Linked DNA regions of Gossypium hirsutum: all the other regions are linked to region 1. A link is a contact called in public Hi-C data. All regions are on one chromosome and are shown on one strand. Each heading gives the region's core, a stretch centred on a gene start, on an enhancer-like site or on the middle of the called end of the contact. The rest is flanking DNA. Distances are from core to core; before and after follow the strand shown.

Region 1 (2,833 bases), core at 197-2,696:
TAATCAGGTCCCCTACTTCCACTCGGCTTTCAGCCATTGGAGAGATGGAAGAGAGACCCTTGGCTTTTTCGTGGTCTTTTCACGATTTTTGTCTAAGAGTTTGTCTCCTTTTGTCTGGTCGGAAGCTTTTTGAGCCTCATTTTTGTTCGTTTTGGTAAGGATGTTGTGCGGGGTGGAGCACCATTGACATTGGTCTCGAACGCTCGAGCATGGTGATGTCGATCTGGGTCCTCTGGATCTTTGTGATTTGGATGCTGATGCCCTCTTGAAGGCTCAGGATTTACAACAATCGATTACGTGCTCTATGGTGTCAACCGCGATCCTCTTGGACCTCTTCGGTAGTAGACTTGTAGGTTGGGAGTAGGACTGCTTCATTCCAGTTTCCTCTATTCATCCCTTTGGATTGGAAAAGGTGGGACTAAGGTTTGTCTCCTTCCGGGATGGGCTGGACCATTTCAACCCTTATACTTCATCTTTCGTTATCTAGACTTTTTGAACCCATGTACATTTGGAGGCCTTTTAATGAAATTGTCGTACTTTCAAAAAACAAAAAACATCATGTAGATCGGAGAAGCAGCAAACAAGAGTTTTCTTTAGCCAACTAGTCCAATATTAAGAACTCTACATTGAACTTTGACTCCATTTTTTCAGCCAAATAAATTTATTTCATAAAAAACTTCTAAAGAGTTACACAAAAAGACACTCAATAGACACTATAACTCGTTACAAACACCACACAAACAGTTGACCATGTTAACTCGTCCAAGTTGTTAACACTGCAAGGGTTTGCATTTGGGTACGTAAAGTAAATTTCATTACGGTTTCATACAGTCTTTCAAATGTCGAGACAACAGCAGCGGTTTTCACCGGTGGAAGTAACACACTCGACGGCATCAGGGTTGCGGCCCAAGGCTGCGCATGCCTGCCTACAATCTCCTCCGCTGCTGCATGTTCCAGCAAAATGACAACCTTTACCGTTCCCTTTTTTTGCATGCGCTGAACACTCCCCATTGGAATGAGACTTGCATGGACCCTTTTCTGCACCTTCAGCAAACACATAAATTTAATTAATTAGTTTACTTGCAAAAAGAAGAAGTAATTTTGCTACATGATCAATTAAAGTACCATGAAGCTTTGCAAATGAATAGGAAAAGAGCAGGAAAACAGCAACCACAAGAAGCTTTGATGATACCATGGTTTTGTTTGTGTTGATTGTGCAATGGGGTTTTGTTTTTATATATAAGAGACCAGTTGGAGCCATAACTTTTTCATTAAATTCGGTAAGAAATGTCACAAAATCCACCTCTTGCAATGTGACTGAATCTCATAACTGTTGTGTTTGTTTGCTCATGTAAGATGGGGGCGGCTTCTCACATTTCTAACAAGGCTATTTTTATTGCAGTGCTTGCTTTTTTAGGTGGGAAAAAAATACTAAGCTTTCCACCCTGTACTCTCACATGAGAAGGGTGGATATGCAAAAAAGTCTGAAGTAGGATGCCTCTGATTGATTTCCCAATCTACATTTTACATTATCAGTCCTTCCACAATTTCAAAATCTCTTTCATGCTAAAAATTTGAACTGTTTTTTATGAATAAAATTGTAAAAATTCGAATCAAATTGGATAATATCTAAAATTTTCTTCGACTCAATGTTGTTATGGTTACGGCCTTGTAAACATATATAATTTATTTACAAATGTTCAAAGGAGTACTTGACAAAAGCTTGCATATGTGACATGCAGTGGATTCAAATCTCTCTACCCATCTATTATAATTTGATTGTTAATGCACATACTAATAGAAATGATTTCCTGTAGGGAAGATGAATCACCATGCCTATGAAATTTCTACTAGGTGGCATTTCTTGGGGTTTAAAAAAAACCACATTTTAGCTTTTTTTTTAATTTTTTACTTTTTAAATTTTTTTAATTTAATTTTTTTTTTCAAATCACTCCAAATGAATGGAAAAATTAATATTTAACTTTGTTGAGGTTGGATGGTACGTTTGTATTTAATTAAGTTTTTAAAATTTAAAAATTCAAAAAATAATTAAAACTATTTTTAGAAATTAAAAATCGTTAAAATTATTTTAAAATATAAAAATTATGAAGAAATATTTTTTCAAATTTTAAAAATTAATTAAATATTAATTGTCATTTACATAGCAATCTGATAGCAAGCTAATTTTGTGTGTTTAATGTTCTTATTTGTGGTCAAATTTTGAATAGAATGCTACTAAGATTGTGATTTCTAGTTTTAGTTTTGTCAGGACGCAATTAGATTACCGAAGTTCAAATAAACAAACAAATTTGGCTTAATTGGAATAGAAAACAATAAAAGGGGACAAATTGAAAAGTTGCAGAATTAGTGGCTGATTAAAAATCAAATTGTGAATTTGTCAAACTCTATAAATAGAAAAAAAATATGATTTTAGTTTGTTGTTAGGCATAATGTTAGGAGGAATCATGCTAAATTTGACATATGAAAATTATATAAATACCTTGTAATGATGGCTTGGAAAGGACACATTGGAATAGAATTAAAACAATTCTTATTTTTTCTCTTTAACGCATAAGTAGCTATTCAAGTTTACTAACAATTTTTTTCCATTTTCTTATTTTTAGTTCAATTACTTTTTAAGTCCTTTCTCCTTTTCACTTATTATCATTACGTTTAAATTCACTTTTAAACCCTAATCAAGTATGATTAATTTCATGCTTAACAAAACCCCATTTAGCCTTAGGTCTGTTATCATTCCTATTGAAAATCGTGAGATATGAACTCATGCTAAAACCTTTCAAAACGGTATTCATTATCTCTCCAGTATATGGGA
Region 2 (2,833 bases), core at 211-2,710, 480 kb after region 1:
GGATAATCAACTCATGTATATCTATACGAAATCACAGAATGTAAAGGAGGAAGTTAAAAAGCTTATACAAAGAAGCAATTGTTCATACAAATAAAGTAAACATACATAGTACCTGAATTCCAATATCGATATTCTTTAATCAATGGTGGGAGAGATTTCTTAACGAATTCGACATCACCGGTCCGATTATATATCTCATAGACCATTGCACTCAAAAGAGGAGGCTGGCTGCAAAAGGGACCTTGAAGCTATTAGATAGTTGTACAAGGCAATGAGCAATTAAGACCGTAAAAACTAGTAGTAATTTACATTGTTTGATATAATGTAAAATATGAAAAGCACAAATGAAAAGTTAAAAGAAAACCCATTTTCATTTATTCCTAAAACAATGATAAGAAAATAACTGAATAGCATTACCTTCGATTGGTATAATAGGCTCTAGCACCATTAAGAACATGACCATAAGTGTCTAGCATGAAAATGAGATTAGTCACTATTGCTTTTGCAGTCTCGTACATTTTACTTGCCAGCAGGCCTCTGCACAAACATATTAAACATCAATCCCCATTAAGATTTTAAACTAAGGTATGTTGATTCCTTAAAAACTCCAATAAACTGTGAAGCCACATGGAAGCAATCTCCAAGAGAATATTCCTTTATGATCCTAAAATTAAAAACATTATGATGAAGTCAAAAACTAACCTGATAACCCAATAAGAATCCCAATAATAAACCTCAGTGAAACGTGAACCAGGAATTATTACAGGCCTTGGCAAAGGAAGCAGAGTATGCAATTCAGGATGATGAAGAACCGAGCTCGAAACTTTCCTGCTCAAATTCTTCCACAAAGCATGGACTTCCAATGCCCAACCTCTCACCTCTGGGCTCTCCACCTTGGGCAAAAAGCCATGCGGCTCAGGGACAAAATCCACTGGCTCGGCATATACAACATCATCCCCTGCATCAGTAAAGTACTTCCCGATAAACGCTTCAAAATCCTTAACAGAAACTGACCCATCTTCCGTCTTGGGAAGTTTATCGAATGCTTCCACGGTGGTGGAAAGATTAGACTTTAACGGTAAGTCTACATAGTGTTTAGGATCAAAATTCGATTTCCCATAAGTTTGCAAAGCAGTTTCTTGGACACGTACAAGGAAACTTAGTAAGGGTGTTGCAGGGATTACAGGACCCGGACCTTTGGTACATGATGATGGAGGTGAAAGTGGGTTAGCGAGGGCCATTGGAGGCAGCGATTGTGAAAGAATGAACACTGAAAAGAGAAAAAGGAAATGCCTTTTACGGTTGGTGTGGTAAAGAAATGGGGCCATAATGATGGGTAGAATCAAAGGAGATTGGACGAGACATGGATTAACGCGTGTTGACTTTTAAGGATCTGGAAAAAAAAAAGTAAGAAAAGGACGGCCGGTTATGTAATCGCAAAACGATGGTAATCAGGATTTACGATAAGGACTAAGCACGTGGACAACCATTGTAACATTGATATATAGGCAAAAAAAAAATCCTATTAAAATATACATTGGATCTGTGAGAGTTTGAAGTTGACTACGACTGTGGACAATGGTTAGCCAAGTGGATGAATGTAATTGCTGGTTAATAAAGAAATAGTGACAGTCATGGTCTTTGAAAATATTTGGAACGGCGTCTCTTTGAGTATTGATAAAATCAAAAGTTAAAGGCCAAAAGAAGGGATATTAGCATATATTGAAACTGGGGAAGAAAGGGAATTCGATGGTGAATTCTCCCATGGGTTTTGGATATTGGTTAGAATGTAGGGTATAGAAAGTAATATTTATGTTCTGAAAGTGATATGTACTAGTATTTGTGTTTGTTTTCATATCAAAAGTTTGTATCAATAGATATAAATCAGATATAATATCTGTTTAGATTAATATTGAAACAAACAATTTAAAATATACCGAAATTATTGAAATATACAAAAATTTAAAAGATATAATATACCAAAATGTATTTACTAATCTGTACCATACAGATAACCATGATTTTGGTATACTAAGTTGTTTAGCTAGATAAGAAGGTTATACTTTTGGCTCCTCAAATTTCAGCTCGATGAAAATATATTTTCAAGGGTTCACACAGATGTTATTGACCCCTTCGGTAAAAGCATATTTTTTATTTGGGAACAATTCTTTGTCTCTTTGCGATTTTGTAACAATTTGAAAGTTGTTGGTGTTGGATAAATTCAATTTCGAGACTTCGATTCTGTAAATCGATATTATAAATATTTTTATTAAATATTTATGGAGTTATATTCTAGGTGAATTGAATTCTGGATAGCCAAGTTTATCAAATTAATGATTAATTAGGTACAGGAAATAAATTGTAAAAGTAGTAAAAGTTCAATTGTTATGGACTTTTAATTAAGAAATGAGTCAAAGGACTGAAATAGCAATTAAACCATGTTATTATACTATTAGTTGACGGTAGCAAACATGGGTCATTAAATTGATTAATATAAAATATGATTTAAATTAATTAAAAGAAAAGAAAAAAAGAAAGAAATAACTTAAAATTTTATATTATTATCAAGTTAGTTGGGGATGGAATTACATTATCTTCTTCCCCACTCACCCGAAGCAAATATAAACAAAAGAAGGTTAACGCTATTTAGCGTTTTGGAAGCTTTAACCTTAAAATTCAAGTACTTAGTTTTTTTTTAAATTTTTATATTTTTGAAATTCCGGGAATTTAATCTAGCTTACCTGTGTGTTATTTTTCAAAATTGTTAAAGTTTTTAAAAGTTATTATTGTTGATTTCTTGAAGTTTTTTGTATTAAATTGTTAGGTTTTAAGC
Region 3 (2,833 bases), core at 127-2,626, 310 kb after region 1:
AATTGTGATGCCTTATAGAAAAAGAATTTAGGCTTTGGAACTTGGACTATAAAAATCATTATATTAAATTTTGTTATAAAAAATATTTCATATAATTAATTTTTTAAAATTTATTTATTTTGACATTTTTAATTGAATTTTCATATATCATACTTTTTTCATTTTTTGTTTTTTTTTCAAATAATTCATATGAAGATTGTCATATATTCTTAAAAAAGATAACTTATTGTATTGAATTTACTTTATATTTAAAAATACTTTATATTTAAAAATAATTTATAAAAATTCAAGTGGATAATTTTTTGTAGTTGGTTATTTTAGTTATTTATTCATATCGGATTAGATGGTGCAATATTAATTGGATTTCGATATATTTAAATAAAAATAAAATTATTTATTTTTAATTAAGTTTCAATTAATTTAAAATAAAAAATCATAAATAAACGGAATAAATACATTAAAATGGAATTTGAATGAATAAAAGCTAAGTAACCAATAATTTCATGTGATAGCACGATACTATTTTATACCACATGCCATGAATACCAAAGGCACTATAAGAGGCCATTAGTAGAGAATAGGATAGGAAGAGTGTAATATGAATATGATTTGCCATTAGTAGAGGCCGGCGCCAACATTAACCTACTCTAAGGGACCACATTTCCTCTACCACTTAAGCTTCTTACAACTAACTCATGCAAATGTATGGGAATTAAATCTATTTATAGATTTTCATAAACACAGTAAAGAAATGTTTAATATTCCATTTTCCATTTTCCTCTAATTTTCATATTTTATTTATATAGATTATAATTTTTAAAAAAATAAAATGGAAATCTTTTGGTCCATTGTTAGTGGAGTTAGAAAATTTTACTAATAACGGCGAAATATCATTATATGTTTTAAGAGAATCTTAAAAATAAATTAAAATAGACATGTGTCATATACTAAATTCTATTTTTTGCAATGAACAGGATACTAACCCAAAAAATAAATATTATTATAAAAAAATATTTGATGTACTGCTAATGGAGTTTTTAGACTCTACAAGTAGGTTTAAGAAGTTGATAAGTATTTTATAAAGTTATAGTAAAATATTTTTAAAAAATAAATATTTAAAAAAAACACATGAAAATTTCTTAAGACTACTTGTGTTATAGAAAAATACACTACTAATATATCAAATACTAACTCATATTTATAATATATATACTTTTTACTTTAATATTTTATTTTTGTTTAAATAATTTCATCAATTATGTTATGTTTGATTGACTCATTGTCATTTCTATTGGAGACCAAATGGTGGGTCAAAAAGTAAACCCACGTGGTTGGTGGTCTGGCCATGGAAGGGCCTGGTTTCCAGCATAGCAAAGAGTACGAAGCCCACAATTGAAGCAAACTAACAAGGTACCATTTTAGACCACCAGGCCTTCTTCATCATCTTTAATTTCTCTCCTTCCATTTTAAAGCTACTGCAAACTGCAGACAAAATGAAGAAAAAAAAGAAGCTTGAACTTCCATATTTGACTGCTTGTTATACGATCATAAAAAGCTTATTTTCAATATAAATTCTTCCTCTTGAAGCAGATATTTAGATTGAAATTGAATTAACACTAATTCTACCATAGATAAACCTATGAACTACGTTTCAACATGAAATGCCATAAGGGTCACACAAGTGGCCCTTATTTTGCCAGTGCTGGCATCAATTTTCCGTACTCCATTTTGCTTCAAGGTCTCCCTGCATTAAACTGCGTGTAAAGAATTCTACCAAATTTGCGAGTTCGATTTTTTGTATACTAACGATTCCATTTCAACTTCTTTCTCTCAACATGCCTATGCCACAGTCACTCTCAATTATGGTTCTCAATTTGGATAAAAATTTATGCGAATATTTTTCATAATTAAAATAAGTATTATTATTCAAGAGCATTTTAATATTTTTATTTTAAAAAAATTAATAAAAAATGTATAAGGTGAAAGTTGAATTCATATCAATTGTATTAGTAAAACTTTTAACTTATCATTCAAATAAAACTTTATTTTGATATTTTTATATATTGTAATTTTATAATGCACACTTTATTATCTCCATCAATTTTGTATATTAAAAATATATTTAATTGAGTTGATGTCACAAGTTAACTTGATACTGACTCAAAATTGATAACAACACTATGATAAATAATTTAAATAATGTACATATTTCATTTGTTGTTATTAATTAGTTTCAAACAATACATTTCATTATTTCTTTTATATTTTTTTAAACATACATTTATATTCTAAATCTGTAGTTTCCACATGTATACACGTGTGATAAGATTTTTAGTGAAATTAAAAAAAAAATCAATTAACATTCACTGTGATAATTTTCTTAATAAAAAGTTTCTCCATTGATGAAAAATAAACCTTTCAAAATTGTCTACAAATCAACTTAATTCAAAATTTTAAGGTATTATCTAGAAAGGTACCTACTAATTGGATTTGGACATAATTACTTGTAATTGTAGAATGGTGATATATTTGAGTGACCATTGTAATTAGTGGGTCCCGCCAAATTAGGTTTAATTTAAGTACCTAATTACATTTTCCAATTCTTAGGAAGATAGTGAGAATTGGTGTAATTACACCGAAATCCAATTTTTAACAAAATGTTTTTATACAAGTTATAAAAATTATATTATAAACATGAACACGTGTGTGTTTTGGAACGGTTATGGTCAAAAAATTATTATGTTATAAATCTTAAAAAATTATATTATAAAAATATTTTGTGTATTTTATAAAGTTATAATAAAAAATATATTACTTAAATCTTAATGTTTTA
Region 4 (2,833 bases), core at 182-2,681, 280 kb before region 1:
CTCTGATTCTTTGATTAGAGAAAGCATGTTTTGTTATTTTTCTTTGGAGTACATACATCAAAATTTCAAACAATAATTTTGTAGAATATATATTTTTTTATTAAATTAGATATTCTTTGAATAATGGACCTTTTATGTAGGTAATAAGACCTTAAAATTGTAATATAAGATAATATTTTAAGTGGATTATTTTAGTAAGCAAGCGAAGGTTACCTTTCTTAAAGGAATTAATACGAAAAGACCAACAAAGCAAACTACAAAAAGGAAGCCGGTCATCCACCCAAGTCCTGGTTCCTTTATAGCCTTTGCAGAGTTCCCTTCAGTGCCTACTCCGGACAATTCATATGTCTTCCTGTTTAATCCCAACAGATAAGATGCAAACCCACCTGCACTCCACATCATCAATCATCAATATATGTTATGTTATGTTAAGGGGAGAATTGAAATGAGCCTGAAAAATAAACCTCTAACCTCCAATAGCTATGCTGTAACATGCAACTGCACATGTCTGAATCATGGTGTTCTCTTGTCTTGTAAAAGGTTTGGCCGTATATCCTGCCTTCTCAACAACTTTTGTCCATGTCCGGATAAAAAGGAAGGCGATAAGAGCAGCTGAGACATTCAGGTTAGGGACCCAACCTGTTGTGAGGTTCAGTTTCATGGCTATCACACTGTAAACCGTCCCAATCAAGATGCTTACAATCACTCCCCTCACAGTGATTTGCTGAGTCCATGGTTGTATTGTCCTTGAACCCTCGGTTTCTTCATGCACCTCTTCCATGTCTTCCCTCTCTTTCTCTTTCGTATCCTTCACCTCTTCCATGCTCTTTGTTACTGAAATGGGTATATTCTGAAATCATTAAACAAGAAAAATAGCTTATATCTATATCCACACACACACACACACACACACACACACACATATATACATATAACTCACCTTGACTTGGTTGGTCTTCCGTGTAGGTCTAATTTCTTCAAGCTTTTTGGTAGACAGAATAGATCAGGGATTGAAACAAGTTGTCAAGTGGTTCTTTGTCTGGTTCTTTTAAAACATACATAAAATCATTCTCAATGAACCAGACACCAGTATATATAATAGCTAGAAGTTAATTTAATACGCAAAGATCCTCAAATTAAGGGGATAAGAAAAGGCACTCAGTCTCTTCCCTAGCATTCATAAAATAAATGATTGCAGCCAAGCCAACAGTGAAAAACATGTATAATATTTGTTTCAGAATCTACTTGGTTACATTCAGTGGTCAAACAAAGCAGAAATGATTTCTCACGCAATAGGAGGAAAAAGAACATGGAATAAAAAATGGTTGATATGAAGGGAGGGTAGCATTAGTAGCATTATAAAAATATGTATATATATATATAAAAAAGCTGAAAAACTTTTAACAGCTTGTTAACGAGCATTGGCTTGATTCGATGACCTTATAATTGACCTCTCCTCTTTATTTCTATACCATTGAGTTGGTTATGATAGTGTTTGTCGATAGAAGAGATTCTTTTCCTCTTTTTTCTTCACAAGTGTTTAAACATGATTCTGGACGATTGTTGACTTGTTTTGTTGTGTGGGTCACTCACTTATTGGAGCAATGAAATTGATAGATAATATGTTCAATGTTAGAGGTAATAAAAGTTAGTGAAGTCACTCATTTGGAAAATATGGGTGAATTCAGCTTTGAATTTCATTAATGGTCCTAAATTTAATTTATCTCGACGAGACTGATGATGTACCCTAACTCTGAACTAGAGTAGTCTCCCTTTACCTAAATTTTAATCCGACATAAAAAAATAAAAAAGCAAAAATCAAGTACTCACGTTTCATGTGCTGCACCTTATCTTATTGTTGTTGACTACTCCGTGCTTTTGCTTCACTGTTAAATTCATACTACTTCAACACCCTAGCATTACCTTTTATTTGTATTATGCTGGTTATGTTAATACCTATTTTTACCGGAATTTTTTTTAAAATTTTTAAATTGAAAAAATATATATACTTAAAACCATGTTGGAGCTAACTTCATCCTAGTGGTTACAATAACAACACGACATTTTAAATTAGCTTGATTTTGTTAATTATTGCAAAGAGGTTAACTTTTCTGAAAGAAGTCTTTGAAGTATCGTTAATTGGACAGTTAATTGGTCCTCCAACCAGTGGCGAATCTAGAGGGGGACTGGCATGGGCCCCGACCCCCTTAAAATATAAAATTACTATTTGAGTCCTTAAATTTTTTAAAAATTTTAAATTAGTAAAGATAAAATTGTACTTTGGCCCCCCTAAAATTATAAAAATTCGATTTAATTCTTTCAAATCTCTGTTTATTTATTATTATTTTAGTTTTAAGATTCAAAATTCGAATTAGAAATTAGAGAATTCTATTTAATTCTATTCTTATTCTATTTAATTTCTATTAAATCCATTTATTTAATATTTAATTTAATTAAATAAATTATGATACTATTTAAATTATTAAATTCAATTTTCTAGTTAATTTGAATATTTAAATTAAATAGAAAAAAATATTACTTTAATTGGTATTGTTAATTGTGTAATGGTTTGGTTTTGTTGGAGCCATGGGTCAAATAAAACGGACCATTTCTCTCTTTGGGAAAAACCAATCAAAGAATTTCATTATATCCTTTCTCAAATCGTTATAAAGATATAGACTATAGAAAATTAAAATTTTAATTGCCCCCCCTAAAAGATTGTTCTGACTTCGCCCCTGCCTCCAACAACGGAAGGTATCATCCCCTAGTGGAGGTTTTATCTCTCATATTGTGCCAAGAGCTAACGTGTCGAGAGCACGTGCTTGGTGGGCCT

What was found. A called contact is a pair of places that touch in the nucleus more often than the background predicts.
Region 2: a contact with region 1 is called in a Hi-C map of leaf, with 2.1 times the contacts expected there. The contact joins the promoter of LOC107951313 here to the promoter of LOC107951317 in region 1. A contact is called at or near these places in 8 of 34 Hi-C or Micro-C datasets (callus, hypocotyl, leaf and 2 more).
Region 3: a Hi-C map of leaf shows a contact between it and region 1, with 3 times the contacts expected there. The contact joins the enhancer-like site here to the promoter of LOC107951317 in region 1. A contact is called at or near these places in 10 of 34 Hi-C or Micro-C datasets (hypocotyl, leaf and seedling).
Region 4: a Hi-C map of leaf shows a contact between it and region 1, with 4 times the contacts expected there. The contact joins the promoter of LOC121213573 here to the promoter of LOC107951317 in region 1. A contact is called at or near these places in 2 of 34 Hi-C or Micro-C datasets (both in leaf).

Annotation. Positions count from the first base shown.
Region 1 is chrA02:44,057,994-44,060,826 of Gossypium_hirsutum_v2.1, reverse strand. LOC107951317 reads right to left here and starts at 1,446. Exons shown (of 2, transcript XM_016886320.2): 1 at 1,126-1,446; 2 at 564-1,044. The coding sequence starts at 1,261. The coding sequence ends at 836.
Region 2 is chrA02:43,580,876-43,583,708 of Gossypium_hirsutum_v2.1, reverse strand. LOC107951313 (probable trehalase) reads right to left here and starts at 1,460. Exons shown (of 10, transcript XM_016886316.2): 1 at 703-1,460; 2 at 418-537; 3 at 113-228; 4 at 1-21. The coding sequence starts at 1,328.
Region 3 is chrA02:43,749,969-43,752,801 of Gossypium_hirsutum_v2.1, reverse strand. No RefSeq gene overlaps it. Among protein-coding and RNA genes, the nearest start is that of LOC107951314, 37 kb to the right of the region's middle. Within about 2 kb of position 1,376, at least 5 of the 9 cell types and tissues checked have an H3K27ac peak or open chromatin away from gene starts, as enhancers often do. A contact at or near this core is called in hypocotyl and leaf, where this site is marked.
Region 4 is chrA02:44,339,665-44,342,497 of Gossypium_hirsutum_v2.1, reverse strand. LOC121213573 (metal-nicotianamine transporter YSL1) reads right to left here and starts at 1,431. Exons shown (of 10, transcript XR_005908969.1): 1 at 941-1,431; 2 at 472-834; 3 at 214-386.